2 separate regions of the Macaca mulatta genome follow, and region 2 is linked to region 1. Evidence: chromatin contacts called from public Hi-C data. All regions are on one chromosome and are shown on one strand. Each heading gives the region's core, a stretch centred on a gene start, on an enhancer-like site or on the middle of the called end of the contact. The rest is flanking DNA. Distances are from core to core; before and after follow the strand shown.

The links. A called contact is a pair of places that touch in the nucleus more often than the background predicts.
Region 2: a contact with region 1 is called in a Hi-C map of blood, with 4 times the contacts expected there. The contact joins the promoter of FTL here to the promoter of PPP1R15A in region 1. A contact is called at or near these places in 4 of 14 Hi-C or Micro-C datasets (CD4 T cells, blood, fibroblasts and 1 more).

What each region holds. Positions count from the first base shown.
Region 1 is chr19:61,328,137-61,333,745 of T2T-MMU8v2.0, forward strand. PPP1R15A (protein phosphatase 1 regulatory subunit 15A) reads left to right here and starts at 2,105. Exons shown (of 4, transcript XM_077980596.1): 1 at 2,105-2,338; 2 at 2,910-4,208; 3 at 4,338-4,712. The coding sequence starts at 2,919.
Region 2 is chr19:61,419,821-61,425,429 of T2T-MMU8v2.0, forward strand. FTL (ferritin light chain) reads left to right here and starts at 2,973. Exons shown (of 4, transcript NM_001261207.1): 1 at 2,973-3,275; 2 at 3,437-3,583; 3 at 3,953-4,078; 4 at 4,571-4,749. The coding sequence starts at 3,174. The coding sequence ends at 4,723.

The sequences.
Region 1 (5,609 bases), core at 855-3,354:
AGGAGAATTGCTTGAACCTGGGAGGTGGAGGTTGCAATGAGCCAAGATCACACCATTGCACTCCAGCCTGGGTGACAGAGCCAGACACCGTCTCGAAAAAAAGAAAGAGAGAGAGAGAGACAGAGAGAGAGAGAAAGAAAGAGAGAGAGAAAGAGAGAAAGGAAGGAAGGAAGGAGGGAAGGAGGGGGGAAAGAAAGAGAGAGAGACAGAAAGAAAAAGAAAGAAAGAAAAAGAAAGAAAGAAAGAAAGAAAAAGAAAAGAAAGAAAGGAAGGAAAGAAAGAAAGAAAGAAAGAAAGAAAGAAAAGAAAGAAAGAAAGAGAAAGAAAGAAAGAAAGAAAGAAAGAAAGAAAGAAAGAAAGAAAGAAAGAAAGAAAGAAAGAAAGAAAATGGGGGGCTGTAGGCTGGGCCTTTGGGCTAAATTGGGGTAGGAGACCAGGTACAGTGGATCATGCTTGTAATTCCAGCACTTTGGGAAGCCAAGGCGGGCAGATCACCTGAGGTCAGGAGCTCAAGACCAGCCTGGTCAACGTGGCAAAACACTGTCTCTACTAAAAATACAAAAATTACCTGGGCATTGCGGCACACTCCTGTAATCCCAGCTATTCCAGAGGCTGAGGCAGGAGAATCACTGGAACCCGGGAGGTGGAGGCTGCAGTGAGCCGAGATGGCGCCACTGAACTCCAGCCTGGGCAACAAAGTGAGACTCTGTCTCAAAAAATAAATAAATAGGTCGGGTGCAGTGGCTCACGCCTATAATCCCAACACTTTGGGAGGCCAAGGTGGGTAGATTGCCTGAGCTCAGGAGTTCAAGACCAGCCTGGGCAACATGGCGAAACCCTGTCTGTATACAAAAAATTAGCCAGGTGTGGTAGTGCATGCCTGTAATCCCAGCTACTCAGAGGCTGAGGCGGGAGAATTGCTTGAACCCAGGAGATGGAGGCTGCAGTGAGCCGATCGCACCATTGCATTCCAGCCTCAGTGACAGGGCGAGACTCTGTCTCAAAAAAATAAATAAATAACAGGCCGGGCGAGGTGGCTCACGCCTGTAATCCCAGCACTTTGGGAGGCCGAGGCGGGCGGATCACAAGGTCAGGAGATTGAGACCATCCTGGCTAACACGGTGAAAACCTGCTTCTACTAAAAATACAAAAAGTTAGCCAGGCATGGTAGCAGGGGCCTGTAGTCCCAGCTACTCGGGAGGCTGAGGCAGGAGAATGCCATGAACCCGGGAGGCAGAGCTTGTAGTGAGCCAAGATCGGGCCACTGCACTCCAGCCTGGGTGACAGAGCGAGACTCCGTCTCAAAATAATAATAATAATAAAATAAATAAATACATAGGCCTGGGGCGGTAACTCACGCCTGTAATCCCAGCACTTTGGGAGGCCGAGGCAGGCAGAACACCTGAGGTAAGGAGTTCGAGACCAGCCTGGCAAACATGGTGAAATCCCGTCTCAGAAAAATACATAAATAAATAATAAATAAATAAATAAATAGGTCGGACGCGGTGACTCACGCCTGTAATCCCAGCACTTTGGGAGGCCAAGGCGGGCAGATCCCCTGAGGTCAGGAGTTCCAGACCAGCCTGACCAACATGGAGAAGCTACATCTCTGCTCAAAAAATACAAAATTAGCCGTGCGTGGTGGCACCTGCCTGTAATCCCAGCTACTCGGGATGCTGAGGCAGGAGATTGAACCCCGGAGGCGGAAGTTGCGGTGAGCCGAGATAGCGTCATTGCATTCCAGCCTGAGCAACAAGAGCAAAACTCGCCTCAAAATAACTAACGAACCTAAATAAATAAATAAGTAAATAAATACATAAATACACAAATAAATAAATTTGGGTGGGAAGGCATTGGCCCTCAGCTAAGAGAGAACCGGCTCGCTGCTGAAGCAGGACCACGCATTTGATTGACAGTTTGCTGGTTGGGGGGGCGTGGTCACGCTCGGAAACTCCGCCGAGACGTTACAAAGGCTGGAATCTCCGCGAGAAGTCCAGTCTTTCACTTCCCACCCTTCGGGCTGTGGTCTCGAAACCCCGCCTCTCCCCGTGACGTCAGCACGCCAGGCGCTGTAGAATATAAACGCGTCGTGGCCTACGCTTGCGCTCATCGTGTTGGTTCCTGTCCAAGTTGTTGATCGTATGCAAGACGCCGCAGGACCCCGCGCCCGCTTGTCGCCACTGCGCTTGAGGCAGCCGGAGATACTCTGAGTTCCCTGGAGCCCGACGCCTGAGGGTGAGATGAACGCGCTGGCCTTCCTAATCGTCAGGACCTGTGATCGCTTCTGGCAGACCGAGCCGGCGCTCCTGCCCCCGGGGTGACGCGCAGCCCCCCACCGGTGAGTAAGGGGTCGGAACGCCTGGGTCCCCACGGGGCTGGAGACCTGGATTTAGGAAGAAGAGATTGGGACCCTGGAGTCCGGAGCCTGAGGGAGGAGGGATCTGGAAGCCAGATTCTTGGGTCCCCGTGAAGGAATCATCTAGCAAGTGGGGGGTCGGGTCAGAATGTTTGAGTCTGCAAGGGAGGAGGGTGTGAGGGTTTGATCTTCAGCAGGATGAGAGAGCTAGGGAGGGACTATGACTTTGTCGCCAAGGGAAGCAAGCAAAAGACTTTTGTTCTTGGTTCTTGGGACTGGGACTTCTGCGTCTGAAGAAAGAGGGGGCTGGGGGCTTGGACCCTTGGATCTAAGGAAGAACTAGGGGCTCAGACTCCTGGCTATTGAGAGATGAGAGAGAACAGAGCCAAGAGGCAGAGATGGGCGTGGCTGAGATCAGAAAGGAATTTGGGACTCTTGCGTTGCTGTTGACAATAGTTGTGTTACTATTTCTGTTGCTATGACTCATAGTCATGCCCGGATGCCATCCCCTAAATGGCCCCTAAACTTTATTTTTTTCCTCCCCCTTTTCCAGCCCAGACACATGGCCCCAGGCCAAGCACCCCATCAGGCTACCCCATGGAGGGATGCCCACCCTTTCTTCCTCCTGTCCCCAGTGATGGGCCTCCTCAGCCGGGCCTGGAGCCGCCTGAGGGGCCTGGGACCTCCAGAGCCCTGGCTTGTGGAGGCAGTAAAAGGAGTAGCTCTGGTAGAAGCTGGCCTGGAGGGAGAAGCCAGGACTCCTCTGGCAACCCCCCATATCCCTTGCGGCAGATGCCTTGATGAGGAGGCTGAAGACCGTGCAGGCCCTGGAGAGAACAGAGAAACACTGGGCCTGAAAACCAGCAGTTCCCTTCCTGAAGCCTGGGGACTTTTGGATGATTATGATGACATATATAGTGAGCGAGAAGCAACCAGCGTCCCTAGAGGGCAGGGAAGTCAATTTGCAGATGGCCAGCCTGCTCCCCTGTCTCCCAGCCTTCTGATAAGGACGCTGCAAGGTTCTGATAAGAACCTAGGGGAGGAGAAAGCTGAGGAAGAGGGAGTTGCTGAAGAGGAGGGAGTTAACAAGTTCTCTTATCCTCTGTCACACCGGGAGTGTTGTCCAGCAGTGGAGGAAGAGGTCGATGAAGAAGCTGTAAAGAAAGAAACTCGCAGAACCTCTACTTCTGCCTTGTCTCCAGGATCCAAGCCCAGCACTTGGGTGTCTTGCCCAGGGGAGGAAGAGAATCAAGCCACGGAGGACGAAAGAAGAATAGAAAAAAGTAAAGGAGCCAGGAAGACCTCCGTGTCCCCCCCATCTTCAGGCTCCAACCCCAGGGCCTGGGAGTATCGTTCAGGAGAGGCGTCTGAGGAGAAGGAAGAAAAGGCACACGAAGAAGCTGGGAAAGGAGAAGCTGCCCCAGGGCCACACTCCTCAGCCCCAGCCCAAAGGCCCCAGCTCAAGTCCTGGTGGTGCCAACCCAGTGATGAAGAGGAGGGTGAGGTCAAGATTTTGGGGGCAGCTGAGAAGGATGGAGAAGCTGAGTGTCCTCCCTGCATCCCCCCCTCAAGTGCCTTCCTGAAGGCCTGGGTGTATTGGCCTGGAGAGGACACGGAGGAAGAGGAAGATGGGGAAGATGAGGACAGTGACTCTGGATCAGATGAGGAAGAGGGAGAAGCTGAGGCTTCCTCTTCCACTCCTGCTACAGGTGTCTTCTTGAAGTCCTGGGTGTATCGACCAGGAGAGGACACGGAGGAGGAGGAAGATGAGGACAGTGATACAGGATCAGCTGAGGATGAAAGAGAAGCTGAGATTTCCACTTCCACACCCCCTGCAAGTGCTTTCTTGAAGGCCTGGGTGTATCGGCCAGGAGAGGACACGGAGGAGGAGGAAGATGAGGACAGTGATACAGGATCAGCTGAGGATGAAAGAGAAGCTGAAATTTCCACTTCCACACCCCCTCCAAGTGCTTTCTTGAAGTCCTGGGTGTATCGGCCAGGAGAGGACACGGAGGAGGAGGAAGATGAGGATGCGGATAGTGAGGGTAAGGAAGATGATTCAGAAGCAGCCATGGGAGAAGCTGAGTCAGACCCACATCCCTCCCACCCGGCCCAGAGTGCCCACTTCAGGGGCTGGGTATACCGACCTGGAAAGGAGACAGAGGAAGAGGAAGCTGCTGAGGACTGGGGAGAAGCTGAGCCCTGCCCCTTCCGAGTGGCCATCTATGTACCTGGAGAGAAGCCACCACCTCCCTGGACTCCTCCTAGACTGCCCCTCCGACTGCAGAGGCGGCTCAAGCGCCCAGAAACCCCTACCCATGATCTGGACCCCAAGATTCCCCTAAAGGCCAGAAAGGTGGGTGCTGAGAGCCCAGATTCTTTTTTTTTGAGACGGAGTCTCGCTGTGTCGCCCAGGCTGGCGTGCAGTGGCGCCATCACGGCTCACTGCAAGCTCCGCCTCCCGGGTTTACGCCATTCTCATGCCTCAGCCTCCCGAGTAGCTGGGACTACAGGCGCCCGCCACCTTGCCCGGCTAATTTTTGTATTTTTAGTAGAGAAGGGGTTTCACCGTGTTAGCCAAGATGGTCTCGATCTCCTGACCTCATGATCCTCCCACCTCGGCCTCCCAAAATGCTGGGATTACAGGCATGAGCCGCCGTGCCCGGCCTTTTTTTTTTTTTTTTAAAATTGAGTCTTGCACTGTCACCTAGGCTGGAGTGCAGTGGCGCGATCTTGGCTCACTGCCAACCTCTGCAGCCCGAGTTCAAGCAATTCTCGTGCCTCAGCCTCTGGAGTATCTGGGATAACAGGCACACGACACCACACCCAGCTAATTTTTTTGTATTTTTAGTAGAGATGGGGGTTTCACCATGTTGGCCAGGCTGGTCTTGAACTCCTGACCTCACGTGATCTGCCCATCTCAGCCTCCCCAAGTGCTGGGATTACAGGCATGAGCTACCACGTCTGGCCGAGAGCCCAGATTCTTGAGTCTGGGAGAGGAAGGGGCTGGAGGCTGAGACTCCAGGTCCCTGTATGTTGCAGAGGATTGCGTGTCATTTCTATGGGGAGGGCTGTGTACACTGTCACGCAATCTCTTGTAAGAGGCCAGGCCCCTGGGGGAGGAGGGAGCAGCTGTGGCTCACAGCAACCCCAGGAAACCATCTCTGCCTTCAGTGAGTCAGATGGAAAATCCCATGACAGTGACAGGCAAGTGACTAGCCAGATAGAAAGCATTTTTGTGTAATAACTAATT
Region 2 (5,609 bases), core at 1,723-4,222, 93 kb after region 1:
CTTTCCAAGTCTCTGTTCCCACCCCACCTTTGGCCCTCTTTCTCTGGGCTCTTTCCACCCCCCATCCCCAGACCTCTGGCCTCCTCTCTCTGGGTCTCTGGCCCCCCTCTGAATCTCTGGCCCCCCATCTCTCTCTGTGTCTCTGTCCCCCCACCCTGAGTCTCTGTCCCCCTCCCTCTCTGGGTCTCTGTCCTCCTCTCTCTGGGTCTCTGTCCCCCTCTCTTGGGTCTCTGTACCTCCCCTCTCTCTGGGTCTCTTCTCCCCCGCCCTGTCTCTGTCCCCCCTCATCCCTGTCCCACCCTCTCTCTGGGTCTCTGTTTTTCCACCTAGTCCCTGTCCCCTTCTCTCTGAGTCCCTGTTTCCCCTCTCTCTGGGTCTCTGGCCCCACCTCTCTCTGGATCTCTGTCTGCCCCCCCTTCTCTCTGGATCTGTACCCCTGCTCTGGATTTCTACTCCCCCCGGGGTCCCTCTGGGCCTCTGTCCCCCCAACCCCCGGGTCTCTGTACCTCCCTGCCTCTGTTCCCCTCCCACCCCTGTCCTCCTCTCTCTGGGTTTCTGTCCCCCTCTCTCTCAGGGTCTCTGTCTCCCTCTTTCTGGGTCTCTGTCCCCCTCTCTGGCTCTCTGTCCCCCTCTCTCTCTGGCTCTCTGTCCCCCTCTCTCTCTGGCTCTCTGTCCCCCTCTCTCTAGGTTTCTGTCCCCCTCTCTCTCTGTCCCCCTCTCTCTCAGGGTTTTGTCTGAGTCGCTTTTTCTCTGGGCCTCTGTGTCCCCACCCCACGTTCTCTATGGTCTTCAGATCCTGTCTCTCTCAGCCCCTCCTCTACCTCCACCTATGGGCCCCAAGGCCCCTCTCGGGACTAAAGGTCTCTGGGCTGAGGTATGACATTTGGTAAATGAGTAACTCAGGTCCCACAGTCAACCGGGTGCTTTGGGCGGCTGTCCCTCCTCCATGGACTCTTCCCAAAGACCCCAAGTCAGGGGAGAGAGGAAATAGGATCAATGAGTGTACACTGAGCCACCACCCAGAGTGAGGGGACAATATGGCCACGGGCAGGATCCCAGGAAAAAAAGAAAAAAACATGGGAACCAAAACGACACGGAGACAAAGCACACAGCCGGCTTCCAACAAGGGGGGACCTGGGGGGAAGGGGCCCGATTTGGGTCTGAGCCAGGTCTAGTTCTGAGGGTCCCACCAAAAAAGTCGGGGAGTGCCAAGGGGATGAGGTCAGTGAGTGGCCCCACCCACATCCGTCCCCGCGGGGGGCCTCTTCCCGCGCTGAGCTCAGCATGACTCAGCAGTCGCTGCCTGCAACAAGGACCCCAGATACCGGCCTGGCGAGGCATCTGCAGATCCCCTCGGTCAGGGGCTGCCCTGCCTGGGCTGCTCGGAGCGGCTCCTCTGTAGGGCAGGGCCTGACCTCACACCCCACGCCCCAGTGGCTTCAGCTCCCTGCCCAGCGCACGGGCTACCTCCATCGGGGCACTTAAGCAGGGTCAAGGTTTGCGCCGACTCCGTCTCCCAGAAATCAACATGGACCAGGTCCGCTTAAAAAATACGCATTAGAGAGGCCGGGCGCGGTGGCTCAAGCCTGTAATCCCAGCACTTTGGGAGGCCGAGACGGGCGGATCACGAGGTCAGGAGATCGAGACCATCCTGGCAAACACGGTGAAACCCCGTCTCTACTAAAATACAAAAAAAAATTAGCCGGGCGAGGTGGCGGGCGCCTGTAGTCCCAGCTACTCGGGAGGCTGAGACAGGAGAATGGCGTGAACCTGGAAGGCGGGGCTTGCAGTGAGCTGAGATCCGGCCACTGCACTCCAGCCTGGGCAACAGAGCCAGACTCTGTCTCAAAAAAAAAAAAAAAAAAAATACGCATTAGTTGTAGACAGACGTCTCGTCCATAGGTCCCCAGACTGTGTGTCCACAACGCAGGGCTTCTCTTTGTGGGCCTGAAAGAGCACACGTCAGGCAAGACACGACGGCAACTGCGGAGACACTGTTTTCAGGGCCAAGGAGAATTCTCGGAGTCTGTGAGTTGCCTCCAAAACAGCCCCCAGGACACGCAGTCCCAGAGACACCGCAAAGCTCGAAACAGACATTTCATTCCTCCCCATTTCCACTCCCAGAAAACGACTGGGCCCTTAAAAGAGCTCCAAGGTATCCCCAAAGTCCCAGCCAGTCTTTGGAGGGTTTCCGAGGGCTGTCCAGGGTTCCAGAAGTCACCCTACCTCATACAATGCTCCTCCTGGGCTTCCCGCACTGGGGAACCCCACGGCTCCAGAACAACTGCCCTTTCCAACTTGCAGAGCACCTCAAGGACCTAAAGATCTCCCCGGGGAGGGCTCCAAAATATAGAGTTTGCATCGTGAACTCCCACCTCTGTAAAGCCCAGGACTCCAGTCCTCGCACCCCTCTGTCTCCCAGAGATCCCCAGGGGTCCAGAAATACCACCTCACTGCCTTCCAAGCTTCCCAAGGATCCGGAGACTCCTTATCTCGCAGCACAAACCTCAGGCAACTACAGGTCCTCCCCGCACCTCTGAGTTGCCCCTCCCCCACTCAAGGTTCCAGAAAAATCCATGCCCTCCGAAACCCCACAATCTGACTTACTTTCCCGAGGCACCCCCAGGACCCCAGGGTCATCAGTTCACAGGACTCTCAATGCTCCCATAAAACTATAGCCTCCCAGAGGAACCCCAGCCCCCACCCCCCCGCCCACGAAACCCTCCATTCCTCGAATCGGCCCCAGGGCCCCAACCCCCGCAAGCCCCCATTTCACAACACACTCGCGCTGCAGGCGCGTGACTTCCCCCTGCTTTGGGGCGGGGGCTGAGACTCCTGTGTGCTCCGGATTGGTCAGGCACGGCCTTCGGCCCCGCCTCCTGCCACCGCAGATTGGCCGATAGCCCGCTCCGAGCGCCCCGCCTCCGAGGGCCAGCGCACTATAAAAGAAGCCGCCCTAGCCACGTCCCCTCGCAGTTCGGCGGTCCCGCGGGTCTGTCTCTTGCTTCAACAGTGTTTGGACGGAACAGATCCGGGGACTCTTTCTTCCAGCCTCCGAGCGCCCTCCGATTTCCTCTCCACTTGCAACCTCCGGGACCATCTTCTCGGCCATCTCCTGCTTCTGGGACCTGCCAGCACCGTTTTTGTGGTTAGCTCCGTCTTGCCGACCAACCATGAGCTCCCAGATTCGTCAGAATTATTCCACCGACGTGGAGGCAGCCGTCAACAGCCTGGTCAATATGTACCTGCAGGCCTCCTACACCTACCTCTCTCTGGTGAGTCCCCAGGACGCCCCTGGCCCTAATTTCCCCCAGCTGCGCACGTTCGGCCCTCAGCGCAGGCGCCGGCCTTCTTTGTCCGGTCGAGTAAACAGAGGGCGGAGTCCCCCTTGGCCTCGCCTCCCGCTAAGCGTTGTTCCCTCCATCTCTTTCCTTAGGGCTTCTATTTCGACCGCGATGATGTGGCTCTGGAAGGCGTGAGCCACTTCTTCCGCGAATTGGCCGAGGAGAAGCGCGAGGGCTACGAGCGTCTCCTGAAGATGCAAAACCAGCGTGGCGGCCGCGCTCTTTTTCAGGACGTCAAGGTAACTAGTGTGTGGGTAGGGTAACGGACTACATCTCCCAGCAGGCCGTGCGCGCGAGGAGCCTTGATTTGAGGGCTTAGATGTCGCGTGGGCTTCGGGGAGATTGAGTTCGGTCTTGTGAGCCCTTTTACGGCTGGAAATAGAGGCGCACGTCGTGCAGTGCCCCCAGGACGCGGCAGTCCACACTGCTGCGTAGACTTAAGGACGTGTAGCTGTAAGAGCTAGGACGGGGTGCGGAGAGTGATAAATACAAGCTGTCACATGTCTTTGTGGCCTGGGCCTCTGACCCCCACCAATTCTTGGGAAATGTAGGTTTAGTTCCATGTGCCGAGTGTGTGTATTCTGAAGCCGTTTCTCCCTTCTGTATAGAAGCCAGCTGAAGATGAGTGGGGTAAAACCCCGGATGCCATGAAAGCCGCCATGGCCCTGGAGAAAAAACTGAATCAGGCCCTTTTGGATCTTCATGCCCTGGGTTCTGCCCACACGGATCCCCATGTACGTACCCCCTGCATCCATGGCTACCCAACCATACCCCTCAAGCCTTTGCTCTCTTTGGGCAAATTCCCTTCAGAGCCTCATTTAACACCTGTCATATTTTAATCTGCAACTGGCAGCTCTTTCTCCCTCTTTTCCAGGGATCGGGTTTCCTTTTTTTTTTTTTGAGACGGAGTCTCACTCTGTCGCCCAGGCTGGAGTGCAGTGGCCGGATCTCGACTCACTGCAAGCTCCGCCTCCCAGGTTCACGCCATTCTCCTGCCTCAGCCTCCCAAGTAGCTGGGACTACAGGCACCCGCCACCTCGCCCAGCTAGTTTTTTGTATTTTTTTTTTTTAAGTAGAGACGGGGTTTCACCATGTTAGCCAGGATGGTCTCGATCTCCTGACCTCGTGATCCGCCCGTCTCGGCCTCCCAAAGTGCTGGGATTACAGGCTTGAGCCACCGCGCCCGGCAGGGATCGGGTTTCTAATTTCTCCCTCTTCTCTCTCAGCTCTGTGACTTCCTGGAGACTCACTTCCTAGATGAGGAAGTGAAGCTCATCAAAAAGATGGGTGACCACCTGACCAACCTCAACAGGCTGGCCGGCCCGGAGGCTGGGCTGGGCGAGTATCTCTTCGAAAGGCTCACTCTCAAGCACGACTAAGAGCTTTCTGAGCCCAGCGACTTCTGAAGGGCCCCTTGCAAAATAATAGGGCTTCTGCCTAAGCCTCTCCCTCCAGCCACTAGGCAGCTTTCTTAACGACCCTAACAAGCCTTGGACCAAATGGAAATAAAGCTTTTTGATGCAGTTGGTGGTTTTGTGTGTGGTATGGAAGATGAGGTGGGATCTGTTCTCATAAAGCTTCTGGCTGGGTTGGGGATGCCAGTGAAAGAGGAGTTGGCCCCATCTCCCATTTTCTTATCTCTTCTAAGACAAGAAGCTATCTGGGTAGTGTTGAACTTGAGGGTTCTCTGCTTGCCTGGCTGTTAACTGTCCCTCCCAGATGGTAGAGATAGCCTCCAGGGAGTTGAATTAAGACCTAGGTTGGTACCTGGACACAGATCTGTTCGGTTTCAGCCAGAAACAGCACTATTTAATGAGTGATTATGAGGCCAGGTGGGCCGATCAGCTGATGTCAGGAGTTCGAGACCAGCCTGACCAACATGGAGAAACCCCGCCTCTACTAAAAATACAAAATTAGCTGGGTGTGGTGGTGCATGCCTGTAATCCCAGCTAGTCAGGAGGTTGAGGCAGGATAATCGCTGGAACCTGGGAGGCGGAGGTTGCGGTGAGCTGAGATCAACGTCATTGCGCTCCAGCCTGGGCAACAAGAGCGAAACTCTGGTCTCAAAAAAAACCCAAAAACCATATCTGCCTCACGGAGGTTGCAGTGAGCTGATATCGCGCCAATGTGCTCCAGACAGGGCAATGGAGTGAGACTCTGTCTCAAAAAAAAAAAAAAAAAACCCTCAATTCTGGGAGGCAGCTGAAATTATTAGGCCCTTTATATGGGCACATTGAGGCTATTGCTGTGCAACTTGCATGGCAA